2 separate regions of the Zea mays genome follow, and region 1 is linked to region 2. A link is a contact called in public Hi-C data. All regions are on one chromosome and are shown on one strand. The core of a region is the stretch at or near the end of the contact, and the rest is flanking DNA. Distances in the headings are between cores, read along the strand shown.

Region 1 (7,675 bases), core at 3,912-6,411, 150 kb after region 2:
AGGCTTGACTATGTTTCTCCCCCAGGGGGGTTGGCCTCGGGCGAGGCGTGACTGCGTTCCTGCCCGAGGTTGGCCTCGCAAGCCATGATTGTCTCCCGCCCGAGATTGGCCTTGGGCAAGGCATGACTGCATCTCCCACCCGAGGTTGGCCTCGAGCGAGGCGTGACTGCGTCTCTCGCCCAGGGTTGGCCTCGGGCGAGCCGTGACTGCGTCTCCCATCCAGGGTTGGCCTCAGACGAGGCGTGACTGCGTCTCCCCCCAGGGGTTGGCCTCGGTCGAGGCGTGACTACGTCTCCCGCCCAAGGTTGGCCTCGCGAGCCATGACTGTCTCCCGCCCAAGGTTAGCCTTGGGCGAGCTGTGACCGTGTCACCCGCTCGGGGGTTGGCCTCGGGTGAGGTGTGGTTGTGCCTCCCGCCGGGGGTTGGCCTCGGTATAGCCGTGACTACGTCTCTCGCTCGAGGTTGGCCACGTGCGAGGAGTGGATGTGTCTCTCGCCCGGGGTTGGCCTCAGACGAGCCGTGACTGCCTCTCCCGTCCGAGGTTGGCCTCGAGCGAGTTGTGATTGTGTCTCCCGCCCGGGGTTGGCCTCGGGTGAGTCGCTCAAAATTTTTTCATCGAACCTATATTTTTAATATATTGTTCAATATTACTATAAAAATATATAAAATAAGTATAACAATATACTCTATATATTCTTGCATACTTGATGTACATACTTACTCTAGATAGTCTATTACAATCATGTATTATGTATATATATACTTTATCACCGTATTTGAGCATCGAAGAGTAGCTCACATTTGGTTCAAACTACTGTGAGTTGTCCACTGTAAACAAATTGTATATTATTTATATGCATTTTATTTAACTATATCAGCTAATCAATATATCTAATTAAAAAATCGATTTCATATTTGTGTTTCGATATTTTTATAAATAAATAAATTTCAAATTTTCATTTTAATAATATTTTTATTATATCACTTAATTATTTTAATTCTATTTAATTTTTATTTGTCACATAAGTTTATTAATATAACAAATTTGGATAAGCAATAAAAGAAGAAGTAGGCTCAAAAAGCTGAACCAAACGCACCCTGGGGCCTATGGCTTAATTAGTTTCATACCATTCTATACGGTACTCCCTTCATCGGTTCACCCTAGATTCTAAATATTTCAATTTTGTAGACTTAGAACATCTTAAATTTAATCAGATTTGTATAACGAAATAATAATATTTATAAAATAAGATAAGTATTATTACATTATTCATTAATTATACTTTATAGTATGCCTGTTTTATGATATTTTTTTGTAATTTTTCTATAATAGTAGTAACTTGAGATGTTTTAACTTTTTCAAAAAAGATTAAAACACTTTATAATTTAAAACGTAGGGAGTATTTATTATTTGCCCCATTGGGTGGATGGTCCATTCCTCCGTATCGGAAAAGATTGTCTGGATGTCATTCTCAAAGGAGCCATGGTGGCTTTGTTTGGAGCTGTCAGTGGTGCCAAAAAGGCAAAGGGAGGCAGTTTCGTCCTTTTATTTTTTTCCTGTTGTCTCAACTGCGTGTGTGGCACGAGCTGTCAGTGGTGCCAAATAAGCAAAGGTCGAGTGCAAACTAACCACTTTTGCTGGTAGTGCGCATATGAGCTGAAACGGATTTTTTTTTTTTTTTTGCCTGGTTTGCACGCTTCGCTTGCTTATCATTTTATTACACCGAGAATGCAGGTCAAGTTATTCAAACAATATACCTAATAGTTCAGCTATTAGCTATTTTTTAGCAAATAGTTAATAGTTAGCTAGCTAATTATAAAAACATTTTTAGCTAACTAATTATTAGACCGTGTCTAGCAGTTTATTAATATAGTCGTCCAAAACATTTTTTAGGCTTCATTGTTCGTAGTGAAGTTTCTATATATATATATATATATATATATATATATATATATATATATATATATATATATATATATATATATATATATATATATATATATATATAATATATATATATATATATATAATATATATATATGAAGGAGTAAACTCTTGGAGATAGTCTTTAACTATCGACACGTTTCCAAAAAAATGACCCATACATTTTCCGGGAGGACGCAACATTTCTGCCCTGCCTATCTTTGTTTTGTTCTCCGACAAGATCTGGACAGCTTTTTTGTTCTTGAGTTTGAGTGTTTCAAAATGGCATACTAAGCCTAGTTTGGCAACTCCATTTCTCGAAAAAATAAACTAATTTTTCTTGATAAAATGAAAACTCCTTACGAAAATGAGGTTGACAAACTAGCCTAATTACTGCTTCACAGACCATTTTGGTATTTTTTAAATATATAGCTTTGATTATGCATCTAGATATAAATTATTTCTAGATATGTAACAGAAACAATATGTACTTAAAAATGTCTAAACGAATGAGTAGTTTGGTTATTAAAATTATATGTTTGGTTTTCTTCCGTAACTTACCAAACCAAATTAGTCCCGGTTTGGAGAGCCTGTATTTTTCTAGTCTTGAGACAAGACTATTGTATTTAGGAATACCATGGTTTTAGAGACTAAAAGGTGTTTGGTAGACTATCTAAAATCATAGTATATAAATCTTTGGGGTCCTGTTTGGAAGCTTGGTATTTTTCAGTTTTAAGGCAATACTATGGTATTTAATGATACCGTAGTATTGAAAACCTTTGGTTTGTATAGGTAAACACATTTTTAAATATAATGGTTTACTCAAAACCATGGTATTTTTTGGAGTTTTGAAAACTCCACTCAAGACCTCAATTTTCTTCTGTTCTCTCTGCAAATACTTTGGTTTTCTAATAGAACCAAACACATCTTGATTTTAAGCGATACTGTGGTTTTACTACGGTAAAGTAATATTGTAGTATTTGTGTCATGTGCAATTGTAAACTATAATATTTCAAAACTGCATTACCAAACAAGCCCTTAGTGTTTTTACAGTTTTAAAGCAATAATATGGTATTTTATGATATTGTATTATTGAGATCCAACAAGTGTTTGGTTGGTACAGACAAAACATAGTTTTAAATAACACGGTCTATCTAAAACTGTGGTATTTTCAGAGTTTTGGAAACTCCACTCAGGAGACCTCTGTTTTCTTCTATTCTCTCTACATATACTTTGATTTTCTTAATGGAACCAAATAGATCTCAGTTTTAAGCAACTGTGGTTTTACTGTGATAGAGTAAACTGTAATATTTATGTCATGTCTGATTATAAAATATGATATTTCAAAACTATATTACCAAACAGTAGCTTGGTTTTGGCAATACCATGGTAGAGTATAGAAAACTATGGTCTAGACCAAGTTTTTGCCCTGGACGTGAAGCGATCCCTTTGTCACACACTTTTTTCATGTGAACTTTCACGCACTTATTTTTTCAGTCCATGTTAATTGTTACGACTTATTTGGCTTATGATCATCAATCAACAACTTATGAATGTAATTTGATGGCGGCACAAACACCATAGTACCAATTAGGTGTTCGATTGACTGTTGTAAAAATACTATAGTTATGCTATAACAATTATTAGACTGTGATATTGAAAAACAGTGGTTTTTCACTTTCAAACCAGGACTGACTTGTCACTTGTGGCGTGCGGCGGTGCGACCAGCACAAACGTATTTCAGTTCCTGTGCCACAGGCTGCTGAAAGCTTTGCGAGCAAATTTGCGCCCTAGTTTTGGTATCACCTCAGCTACTATTAATATCGGTATATTTTTTAAATATTACTTGGAAAAACTTTTTTAAAAAATCAACTAACTAGAAAATGAGACGTTCATTTATTTTGCGATCTCAAAACTGTACATCCCGAAGATCTCAATTCTGAAACAAAAAAAAGGGCGGGTGGGGTGACTGGCGACTAATAGCATCTCCAACCTATAAAAATGTATTAAAATGAGTATATTTTATAAAATTTAGCGTAACAAATATATATTATAGAACAACAGATATAGTATATTTAAGACTTTTGAGAGTATATTTTATAATTTTTTGATCTAATTTTATAAAATAAGACACCGTTATAGTAGTTTTTTATGTATTGAGCCTCATATTTTAATTTAAGACACCAATTTAAGATATTATTGAGATGCTCTAATTTAGGAGGATAATATGAGGACCAGTGCCTGCCCTGCCAGCTCACCCGCTGCATCAGCAGGACCAGTGAGCGCCAGACCTGCTGTAAATTTGCTCGTGGTGACTCAAAACCAGCGTGCGGATGAATTTCTACTCGTGTTGGAGTTTTCAGTTGAAGTGCCAATTCCAATTTGTTCTTGTGGTGGGCTCCTCACCTACCTCCCGCCGTACTCCAGCCAAGCGGCCATCCAGCTCTTCCTGCACCTTCCTTTATGAACGTGCGGAGCCAGAGAGCAGGCTGCTCTCTCTCTCCCCCCTCTCTTCTATCTCTCTATCTCTACAGTCTACACAAATCATATTTCCCCAGCGTACACCTTCTGTCTGCTGGATTACTGTGGATTTGACCATCGTACGGCAGCCCACATCGCTGCTTCTCCCCCGGTCGGTTACTGTAGCACCAAAGTTTGATCTTGCCGGGGTTTGGAGGAGGTGAAAGGTTGGGGTTTTCTTGGTCCTGGGAATCTGTCCAGGTTCGTCTCTCTATGTGAAGATTCTGAGAGGTTGGCTGTGAGTCAAGATTTTCGGCTCGGCGGTGGCGAATCCTCTGCTCCTGACTCCGATTTGGGTATTCTCGTTCTTGATTCCTGACTCTTGGCCCGAAACTTCTGTTCTGTTCTTGCCGAAATCGAAGGGAAACAGCTCCATTCTGGTTGCAAGTTCTTTGTAAAGATTCGAGGTGGCATTCAGATTTCGGTTACCTGTGCTTGTGCTGTTGGTTTTGCTTCGAAAATTTGCTGTTTGGGTAGACCAAGGTTACTGACGGCCTCCGCCGCCGCAGATGTGCGGATTTGAGATGGAATCGCAGTGAGAGGGTTGAAGAGTTGTTCCTGTCCCTGATTCTGGTGGCTTAGTTTCTGGTGCTCTGTTTGGCAACTTAAGCGCTTCCATTTTCGGTTCATGCAAGGGTCGCTTTCGGCCATCGGGGAGCTCTCAGCCGTGAGGTTTTGAGGTGGGATTGTGTCATTGTGACCTCAAGGTTGAAGGAGATGCTTATGGCGTCGATGTCAGATAGCGAGACGACCAACCGAGGCAGCATGTGGGAACTGGATCAGAACCTTGATCAGCCCATGGACGAGGAGGCCAGTCAACTGAAGAACATGTACAAAGAAAAGGTATCGTTTTCATCCTTGCTATCATCGCATTTAGATTATTAGTCTCTGTATATCTGAAAGAAACATGGTGGTCCTTCGATAGTTCGATGTACAATATTCTATTGATGGTTCAGGGGATCATTTCAATATAAAGGGGTATCGGAAACTGTATGTAACATGTGCTGTTACTGCTGTTTTTTTCCTGTTGCAGGAACTATATTCAGATTCTTACAACTTGTTTTGTCTATTCATCTTAAAGTGCCACAACAGCTGTGCTCCATGTCTCATGTACTGCTAGACCTTTAACTGTGTCCTTAGCAAAAAAAGACTAACTTGATCTTTAAATTTGTTCATGCAGAAATTTTCGTCAATTTTGTTACTGCGGCTCGCGTTTCAAAGTCTTGGGGTAGTGTTTGGGGACTTAGGTACATCACCATTGTATGTTTTCTACAATATCTTTCCACATGGTGTTGACGAAGACGAGGATGTAATTGGAGCTCTATCCTTGATCATTTACACACTCACCCTCATCCCTCTGATGAAGTATGTTTTTGTCGTCTTGCGAGCTAACGACAATGGTCAAGGTGAGATAGAGCATTCTTGTATTTTAGCCTAGTCTGTTGCCTCTTATGATTTCTATGGTATTTGCAATAATTACGAGTGCTCTTGTCGCATTTACACATTTGCAAATGTATGAGCCGTTAGTTCACAGAGATTTTGCAATTTTACCATCTGGTTTGGTTGGCAGAATCTCATGACAAAACAGTGCTCTAGTGAAACAAAGGATTTGTGTCGAGTATCACCACGGTTTAAATATGAGATGTCAGAGTGATTGCTATGCATCACTTTACTAACCATGAAATCTGTAGAAGGTGAAACTCTTAGTTCATTTTAGATTTTATTTTGTGACAAGAAATACTTCTCCTTCAGCTGGTATAGTTTGTTTCCAGAAGTTTTCTGACAACATTTCTTTTTCTGGTTATTCACAGGTGGCACGTTTGCTCTTTATTCTCTACTGTGCCGGCATGCAAAGGTCAGCACTATACCCAACCAACATAAGACAGATGAAGAATTAACAACTTATAGTCGGCAAACTTATGAGGAGAATTCACTTGCAGCAAAAGTGAAGAAATGGCTAGAGGGGCATGCATATAAAAAGAACTGCCTTCTTATTCTTGTTCTCATTGGTACCTGTACCGCCATCGGAGATGGGATTCTTACTCCTGCAATCTCAGGTATTCAGAATCGTAGTTGAATAAATCCAATGCAGCTGCGATCTAAGCTGTATTTTGTATGTTATATGCAGTTCTTTCTGCGGCAGGTGGAATAAGGGTCCAGAATCAGAACATGAGTACAGGTATATTTTTTTCTTTTCTGTATGGTTATATCTGTGTTCATTGTTGAATCTGGTGGACTATTTCCTTGATCTGGTGAGGAGCATAACTTACTTTGCCTAATCTGATTAGTCTAATATCTTCAATTCCTGGCAGATGTGGTCGTAATCGTCGCGGTGTTTATATTAATTGGCTTATTCTGCATGCAACACTATGGGACAGATAAAGTTGGGTGGCTCTTTGCACCTTTGGTGCTCCTTTGGTTTATTCTAATCGGGAGCGTTGGGTTAGTGAACATACGCAAATACAACAGTTCTGTTCTAAAAGCATACAATCCAGTCTACATCTTCCGGTATTTTAGACGAGGCAAGTCTGAGATTTGGACATCTCTTGGAGGAGTCATGCTTAGCATCACAGGTATCTCTTGGACATCTCTTGGCAATTCAACTTTAACTTCTGCATCAATTGTAAGATGAAACAGAGTTACCTTATCTATATGCCTTTTTCTATGCAGGGACTGAAGCATTGTATGCAGATCTATGTCACTTCCCTGTATTGGCTATTCAGGTGAGTGTTCAAATAGAAAAATTATGAATTATGATAATACCTCAATGGATTAATCATGTCTATGTCCAGTTTGCGTTCACCTTAGTGGTGTTCCCCTGCCTTCTACTGGCGTACACTGGGCAGGCTGCCTACATCATTGACAACAAGGATCATGTAGTTGATGCCTTCTACCGCTCCATTCCAGGTTCTTCTGAAATCTAAACAAATCTTATCCATCTCATATGTGAACAGCTATACCACCATATCAAGCCCACTATGTGCAAATTGGCACAGTGCTCATCCCACTACTGTTACTGTATGTTAATGCTTTGTACACTTCACTATACTAAAGCTGAGATACTCTCACTGCAGAGGCCATATACTGGCCAGCCTTCATCATAGCAACTCTTGCGGCAGTAGTTGCAAGTCAAGCAACCATATCTGCTACCTACTCGATAATTAAGCAAGCCCTTGCACTGGGCTGTTTCCCCCGTGTCAATGTTGTGCATACCTCGAAGAAATTTCTGGG
Region 2 (7,712 bases), core at 2,426-4,925:
ATGTAAAAAAGCCGAGTCTGTCCTTGACCGTCCTCTCGCTCTGTGCGGAGGCTCGGGGGCTGCTCTCGCAAACCCGGCTCCGGCCAAACTGTTGACAGCGTCAACATACCAGCCCGAGAACTTGGGACTCGACTGTGCACCCGGGCTACGGCCAGTTCGCATGAGGGAACAACCAGACCGGCCGAAGCATCACGAAACGCACTAAGACCTCGAAGGAGTCAAACCACTCCTCCGAGGCCTCGGGGGCTACACCCGGCGGGTGCGCTCGCGCGCACCCATCGGAACGAAACGCAACCGAGAAAGGCCGGTCCCCTTGCAAAAAAGTGCGACAAAAGCCTCCAAGCGAGTATCAACACTCCCTTCGAGGCTCGAGGGCTACTGTCGGGGACCATAATTAGGGGTACCCGCAAGACTCCTAAATCTCAGCTGGTAACCCCCATCAGCACAAACCTGCAAAGGCCTAATGGGTGCGGTTAAGGTCAAGGCTCAGTCCAATCAAGGGACACGATCTCGCCTCGCCCGAGCCCAGCCTCGGGCAAAGGCAGCCGACCCCGGAGGATTCACGTCTCGCCCGATGGCCCCCTCAAGCAACGGACACACCTCCGGCTCGCCCGAGGCCCAGTCTTCGCCAAGAAGCAACCTTGGCCAGATCGCCACGCCAACCGACCATATCGCAGGAGCATTTAATGCAAGGATGGCCTGACACCTCATCCTGACGCGCGCTCTTCAGTCGACAGAGCCGAAGTGACCGCAGTCACTTCGCCGCTCCACTGACCGACCTGACAAGAAGACAGCGCCGCCTGCGTCGCTTCGACTGCTGTGCCACTCGACAGAGTGAGGCTGACAGCAGCCAAGTCCGGCCTCGGGCGCCATAGTAAGCTCCGCCTCGCCCGACCCCAGGGCTCGAACTCAGCCTCGGCTCCGGAAGACGACGAACTCCGCCTCGCCCGACCCCAGGGCTCGGACTCAGCCTCGGCTCCGGAAGACGACGAACTCCGCCTCGCCCGACCCCAGGTCTCGGACTCGACCTCGACCTCGGAAGACAGACTTGACCTCGACCTCGGAGGAGCCTCCGCCTCGCCCAACCTAGGGCTCGGACCAACCACATCGCAGGGGGGCCATCATTACCCTACCCCTAGCTAGCTCAGGCTACGGGGAACAAGACCGGCGTCCCATCTGGCTCGCCCCGGTAAACAAATAATGATGGCGCCCCGCATGCTCCATGACGACGGCGGCTCTCAGCCCCTTACGGAAGCAAGGAGACGTCAGCAAGGACTCGACAGCCCCGACAGCTGTCCTTCCGCAAGGCTCCAGCGCTCCTCCGACGGCCACGACATCACATGAACACGGTGCCAAAACCTCTCCGGCTGCCACGACGGCATGTACTTAGGGCTCTAGCTCCTCTCTGCTAGACACGTTAGCACACTGCTACATCCCCCATTGTACACCTGGGCCCTCTCCTTACGCCTATAAAAGGACGGTCCAGGGCTCTCGTACGAGAAGGTTGGCCGCGCGGGAGAACGGGCCAACGCGTAAGTCTCTCGCTCTCTCCCACGCGGACGCTTGTAACCCCCTACTGCAAGCGCACCCGACCTGGGCGCAGGGCAACACGAAGGCCGCGGGTTTCCCCTTTCGCCTGTCTCCTTTTCCCCCCTTTGTGCTCCGTCTCGCGCCGACCCATCTGGGCTGGGACACGCGGCGACAATTTACTCGTCGGTCCAGGGACCCCCCGGGGTCGAAACGCCGACACTATCCATCAAAAAAATTTCAAGATTTTTTATTGTTTGTCTCCGCTCTCTGTATAATATATTTTTTATTTGGCTAACTGATGTTATTGTTTACTCCATGCAAATATGTCTTGGTACAACACGGCCAATGAAGTGAGCGATTAGAAGAGAGTTCACAACGATTGACTGAATGAACAGAGATTATAAAAGGACATAATTCCATCATACAGAGACCAAATAAGAGAAAATTTGTGAGATCAAGTTTATAAAATAAGTCCCATGAAGTCAAACTTATAAAAAAGATAGATCAAAATATGGAGTGATTGCTAAAGTCAGGCATCAATAAAAACTGGATGCGCTACATATAAATTACGCTACTTCGTAGCAATTACTAACGTTTAAAACCAACAAATAATCTTTCATTTTGATGTTAGTGTGACAAATCATTGCTGCTCCATCTAATTCAGCAACCTCAAACATTGTGTAGTCCATTGCGCCAATGTGGTCTCAGAAACGACCTAATGCTTGCAAGAGCAAAGAACGTCGTGCCGTGCTTGGGCTGTAGCCTCGGCCCGTAGTGTTGGCCCGGCCCGACACGATTATTTTTTTTATTTTACAAAAAAACGTATATACATATATACAATTTATATTCAACATTAAAAACATCTTAGCGTGATGTTCTACTGGTTAGACAGTTTCATCCCATGTCTCCCGCTCTTCTTCCATCAGGGCATGGGTTCAAACCTCACCTCTTGCACCGTTTTTTAACATTTTACGCTAATCTAATTAAATGGATCGATGGGCTAACGGGCTGGTCCGACACAGTTAGCAGGCCGGCATGACGTGACTATGCCATAGTTGTGGCCCGCGTGTATCTAGCCCGTGTCGGGCGTCGTTACGCTGATTTAATTAAATGGATCGACGGGCTAACGGGCTGGCCCGACACAGTTAGCAGGTCGGCATGACGTGCCTGTGCCATAGTTGTGGTCCGCGTGTATCTAGCCCGTGTCGGGCGTCGTTACGCTGATTTAATTAAATGGATCGACGGGCTAACGGGCTGACCCGACACAGTTAGCAGGCCGGCATGACGTGTTTGTGCCATAGTTGTGGCCCGCGTGCATCTAGCCCGTGTCGGGCGTCGTTACGCTGATTTAATTAAATGGATCGACGGGCTAACGGTCTGGTCCGACACAGTTAGCAGGCCGGCATGACGTGCCTGTGCCATAGTTGTGGCCCGCGTGCATCTAGCCCGTGTCGAGCGTCGTTTGACATCTATAGACGTGCAGCGGATTAATTTAAAATAGCTGTGAGGGATTATTTGTAAAAAAATGACGCATGACTACCGTTGAAACTGATGCTTTAAGTATAGTATAGTATTATATATATATATATATATATATATATATATATATATATATATATATATATATATATATATATATATATATATATATATATATATATATATATATATATATATATATATATATGAGGATAGGAAAGTGCGGAAAAAATATAATATAATATATGGTAGTTATATATATAGTAATTGTGACCGTAAAATGATATTGGATAGAGTAGAAAACTTTCTGTTTAGGATGGAATCTTTTTTTAGGGTAGAGAAGGGCTGGGCTGACGAAGTGCTAATTCCTCAAGCTCAAGCTCAGCCCACGATCTCCAGAACGTACCATATGTCAGTCCATATTTGGCCTGCCATTATTTCCCCGAGCGTCCCATATTTGCGAGAGATTCTGATATTTGCCATCAGCAAGAAACAGGTTTGTAAAATTGCCATCAGACTCACATTTCATAGACCTAGCTGGACCCATAATTCATACACACAATGGTAATTATAATAAGAAGACAACATTATGAGTGGCAAAAATCCAATTATCTCCGTATTTGCAATCTGAAGCACCCTGTTCGCAAAACCTCTCCTGCTCCTGCCGCCGCCGCCATGGAGAGTGCGCCGCAAACCCCCACCATGGCGGCCGCCGGCGATGTCCTTCGCGTGGCCGACCTCCCGGGACGAGGTCGCGGTCTCGTGGCCGCCCGCAACGTCCGCGAGGGTGAGGTGCTCCTCTCCGAGCCTCCCGTCCTCCTCTACCCGTCGACCCTCTCCTCCCTCCGCTCATACTGCTCCGCCTGCTTCCGCTCCCTCCCCCCCGCCGCCACGATTCCCTGCGTTTCCTGCCGCGCCGCTGCCTTCTGCTCCCCGGCCTGCGCCGCCGCTTCGCACCCGCACCTCCTCTGTGCCGCGCTCTCCCACGGCGGCGGCGCTGGCCTCGCCGCCGCCGCTCCCACCGAGGCGATCCAAGAGCCGCTCCTCTTCCTTCTCTCCGCCTACTCCCTCCCGGAGTCAACCATGCGCTCCATGCTCTCTCTCTCCTCGGCGCCGCCCCCGCCCCCGGGCGCGCAGGACGCCGCGGGGCTCCATGCTGCTGTGGCAGCCCTAGCGCCGCCGCACATGCTTCCCCAGGGATTGTCGCCAGACCTAACGGCGGCTCTCCTCGCCAAGGACCGGGGCAACAGCTTCGCCATCATGGAGCCGTACCGACACGGGATGTCGCTCGAGCTCCTGAAGGCGCGGGCCTACGCAGTCTACCCCCGTGCTTCGCTGTTCAACCATGACTGCCTGCCCAATGCGTGCCATTTCGATTACCCCGACAGGCCTGGGCCAGGGAACACTGACATTGTGGTGCGTGCACTCCATGACATACCCGAGGGGAGGGAGGTCTGCATCAGCTACTTTGCGGCTAATTGGAGGTATGCTGATAGGCAGCGCAGGCTGCTGGAGGATTATGGGTTCCGGTGCGAGTGTGATCGCTGTCAGGTGGAGAGTCAGTGGAAGGATGATGATGATAACAATGGAGATGATGGGGATGACACCATGGAAGAGGAGGGTGAGGATGATGTTGGAGATAGAGGTGATGATGGGATTGAGGAGGAAGAGGGGGATGGTGCTACCAATGGCGGTGATGATGATTTCCCACATGCCTACTTCTTTGTCAGGTACTTATGTGACAATGAGGGTTGTTGGGGTATGCTTGCTCCATTGCCACCCTCACCAAACGGCGACCTGTCCCATGTGTTTGAATGCAATCTCTGTGGGAAGCTGAGGAAGGAAGAGGATGTCATTCCTGATGAGGGCACTTCTGGCATGGTCCATTAGTTTGATGAAAACATACTGATCCGTGTGCTGCTTCTTTTAGTGGGTAAGAATTTGCTACACTCCTCCATTTTACTGTTCTTGGGCACGCTAATTCACTTCTCTAGTAATATTTTCTGAAGCCGATACAATTAGTTATGCTCTATAATCTGATTTAATATTTTACAGAGTTAAAGAAAATAATGTTCAGTTGGGAATATTATGTAGAGTATGTATGGAAGGATTTGATTAGGTTGCTGTTTTAACCATGTTATCAATAATCTAATCTATCTCAATTTTGTTTTTATTTTGTAATTTGCACATTGTTGGATGTAGATATCTTGTTTGGTGGTTTCTCTTAATTCCCTGGTTGAATTCAGGAAAGGGGGACAATGTCAGTACTCAGGAGTTAAGTTATACTAATAATTTGCAGTTTGGCACTTATTTTCTTTAGAATAATGAAATGTTTAGAAACTTACCCTTCAGAATATCCCCTTGTTGGATCCTTTGATTATGATTATTCCTTGGATCAAGATTATAGTCGTGTGGATATTGATTACACTCACTTTGTGATCCAATATTTTTTGTTAGCAAGTAAATAAGTCACCACCATCAGCTCTTTGCTATCACTATTCACTTGTTTGTGCTACTTTCTCCGGTTTGCATATTTGTACGGGTGAGCTATTGATGTAACGTTGTTTCTAAATTTAAGCTACATCGTCCTCTGCTTTTAGATTGTTAGTTCTGCCATACACTTCGTGCTTCAAATCATTCTTGGCGAAGTTTTCCTTGTGTGAGCTAGTTTTTTACTGGAGTGTGTAGATTACATTGTTTTTATAGGAGGCTATGCCCAGGGGCCAGGGCCAATGTTGAAAAGGGATTTGACATTGCATGAATAAGCTACCAGCCTTAGCATGTTAGAAACAAAAGACTTTGGCCATAGAGTCTCTAGCCTAATTAACATGAACACTACTCTCCCCGTTTTAAACTGTAAGTCATTTTGTTTTTTCTAGGTACATAGATTTATGCACCTAGATATACACTATGTCTAAGATACATAGTAAAACTATGTTTGTAGAAAAGCCAAGACGTTAATTTAGGACAAAGGGAGTACAAAATTAAGGTGGACTAGCAGTCTAGCACCACTAATTGTGCCGTTGGTGTAAATGTCCATTATAGTATAGGAGGGTCATAGTAGTAAATTTCCACTCATGTCACAAATAAAGGGACCATATCGGTCAAAGCTAATTATTTTTAGGAGCCTAAGAACTCTATGAAGCTCCTCTCACACTTATTTGACACAATTTTTCTTTATACAAATGTAGGAGTCAGGGAAGTCTGTTGTTTAAATCTACTGACTGAAGTATCCCAGCTCCAATGAGAGGCCGCATAATAAAAAATCCAAAAGGTTAAGAGTGAGTATGGTCCTAATAAGGCATCAAAATGTCTTTTTTTGTAGAGAAGATAGCCATATGCAGACTGTAATAGCTTGAAACTAGTTTCCAAAGAAGGATAATTATGACTCAATTTTAATTAATGAATCCCTTTATGTTCATATACTTGGATGATCAACTCTGCAGATTACTAATTCTTCATGGGGGACTGTTTATTTATTTACTATGCCGATGCTGGCAATAGGGCGAATTTAAAATGTTGATGAAGCCCTAAGCAGTCTACTCTCCTGTTGTTATTAGTTAATGTTTGTTTTAGATCAAATACATAATCTATGTCCCTAGCATGAGAGAAACACTACTGTAGTTTATTTATTAGCTAATGATGATCTATTATACCTTTGGTGGCGACATCATTTTTCCTGCTTAAACAAGGCATTGTACGGATCCCTGTGCAGAGTATGAACTTACGACATGAGCCTTTCAATCAAAGGGGAGAAAGTTGGAAGATGATGTCTAGCCATGTAAAGAGAATGAGAATTGGCCAATGTCCATAACTCTTCCAAGATTTGAGCCAGAGGGCAGGGGGTGGGGGTGGAGTTAAAGAGTTCATTGCTGGCAAACCATTTAGCCTTAGGGGATGATCATTGCTGCTAATCTCCACCTTAATTTAGTAGTGTTCATGTTAATTAGGCTACAAATCCTGTGGCGAAGGTCTAACACAAGCTTGGATAAGTAAGAGAAGTGAGTGTCAAAATGGCACATTATTTCATTTTTAGTTTCATGGAGATACCCAGTTTGAGCAGTATCTAGGTACGAGGAGTTACAAATTTGTTTATGTTATGTATTGTGCTCTTGCGTCATACTGATAAGAGAACCGTGATGACAAAATCCACCTGTTTTGGTGTTTACCTTGAGCCTTGTAAAGGTTTTCATTAACATTTCATCATGCTTCACAATCAGATGTGTTTCATTTTCAAGGAAAATGACTACATTACATATTTTACATGATTGTGAACTGAATCAGAACCGAATGTTTGTGTCACTGATTTTCTGATGTGCAAACAATTCAATGGCAGAGCTCTTGGTGAAGGAAGCCTGTTAATTCCTTGGCTGTTCGGCAGAAAGGGCATGGGTTCGATTCATCTGGACGTTGGAATTGTTCATGTAATACCATGTAGGCAAAACCTTAGCTTACTATTCTTAGAAATCTAATTTGGTTGTAGATTTTTTTCGTGACTCAAATCTGGGAAGGAAAACTTGGATAGGTGAGCCTGAGTTCGGAATTACAGTGGGTTGATCAGTTTTGTGTATGTTGTCTGGACATAGCCGCCGGGTAAAGGACAGTGTTGCGGTATACCAAGCGAGTTAGCGCTTGGCCCTATAATCACATCGGGCGAGCCTGCAAGGCTACAGCCATGCACTGGGCACTTCCTTATAGAACCA

What was found. A called contact is a pair of places that touch in the nucleus more often than the background predicts.
Region 1: a contact with region 2 is called in a Hi-C map of tassel, with 2.9 times the contacts expected there. The contact joins the promoter of LOC103641145 here to the promoter of LOC100276756 in region 2. A contact is called at or near these places in 3 of 25 Hi-C or Micro-C datasets (leaf and tassel).

What each region holds. Positions count from the first base shown.
Region 1 is chr10:64,684,233-64,691,907 of Zm-B73-REFERENCE-NAM-5.0, forward strand. It overlaps LOC103641145, which reads left to right and starts at 5,162. Exons shown (of 9, transcript NM_001301488.1): 1 at 5,162-5,287; 2 at 5,625-5,850; 3 at 6,256-6,501; 4 at 6,573-6,623; 5 at 6,757-7,017; 6 at 7,115-7,167; 7 at 7,237-7,351; 8 at 7,519-7,675. The coding sequence starts at 5,162.
Region 2 is chr10:64,539,139-64,546,850 of Zm-B73-REFERENCE-NAM-5.0, forward strand. LOC100276756 reads left to right here and starts at 3,676. Exons shown (of 2, transcript NM_001312889.2): 1 at 3,676-4,942; 2 at 7,346-7,550. The coding sequence starts at 3,685. The coding sequence ends at 4,899.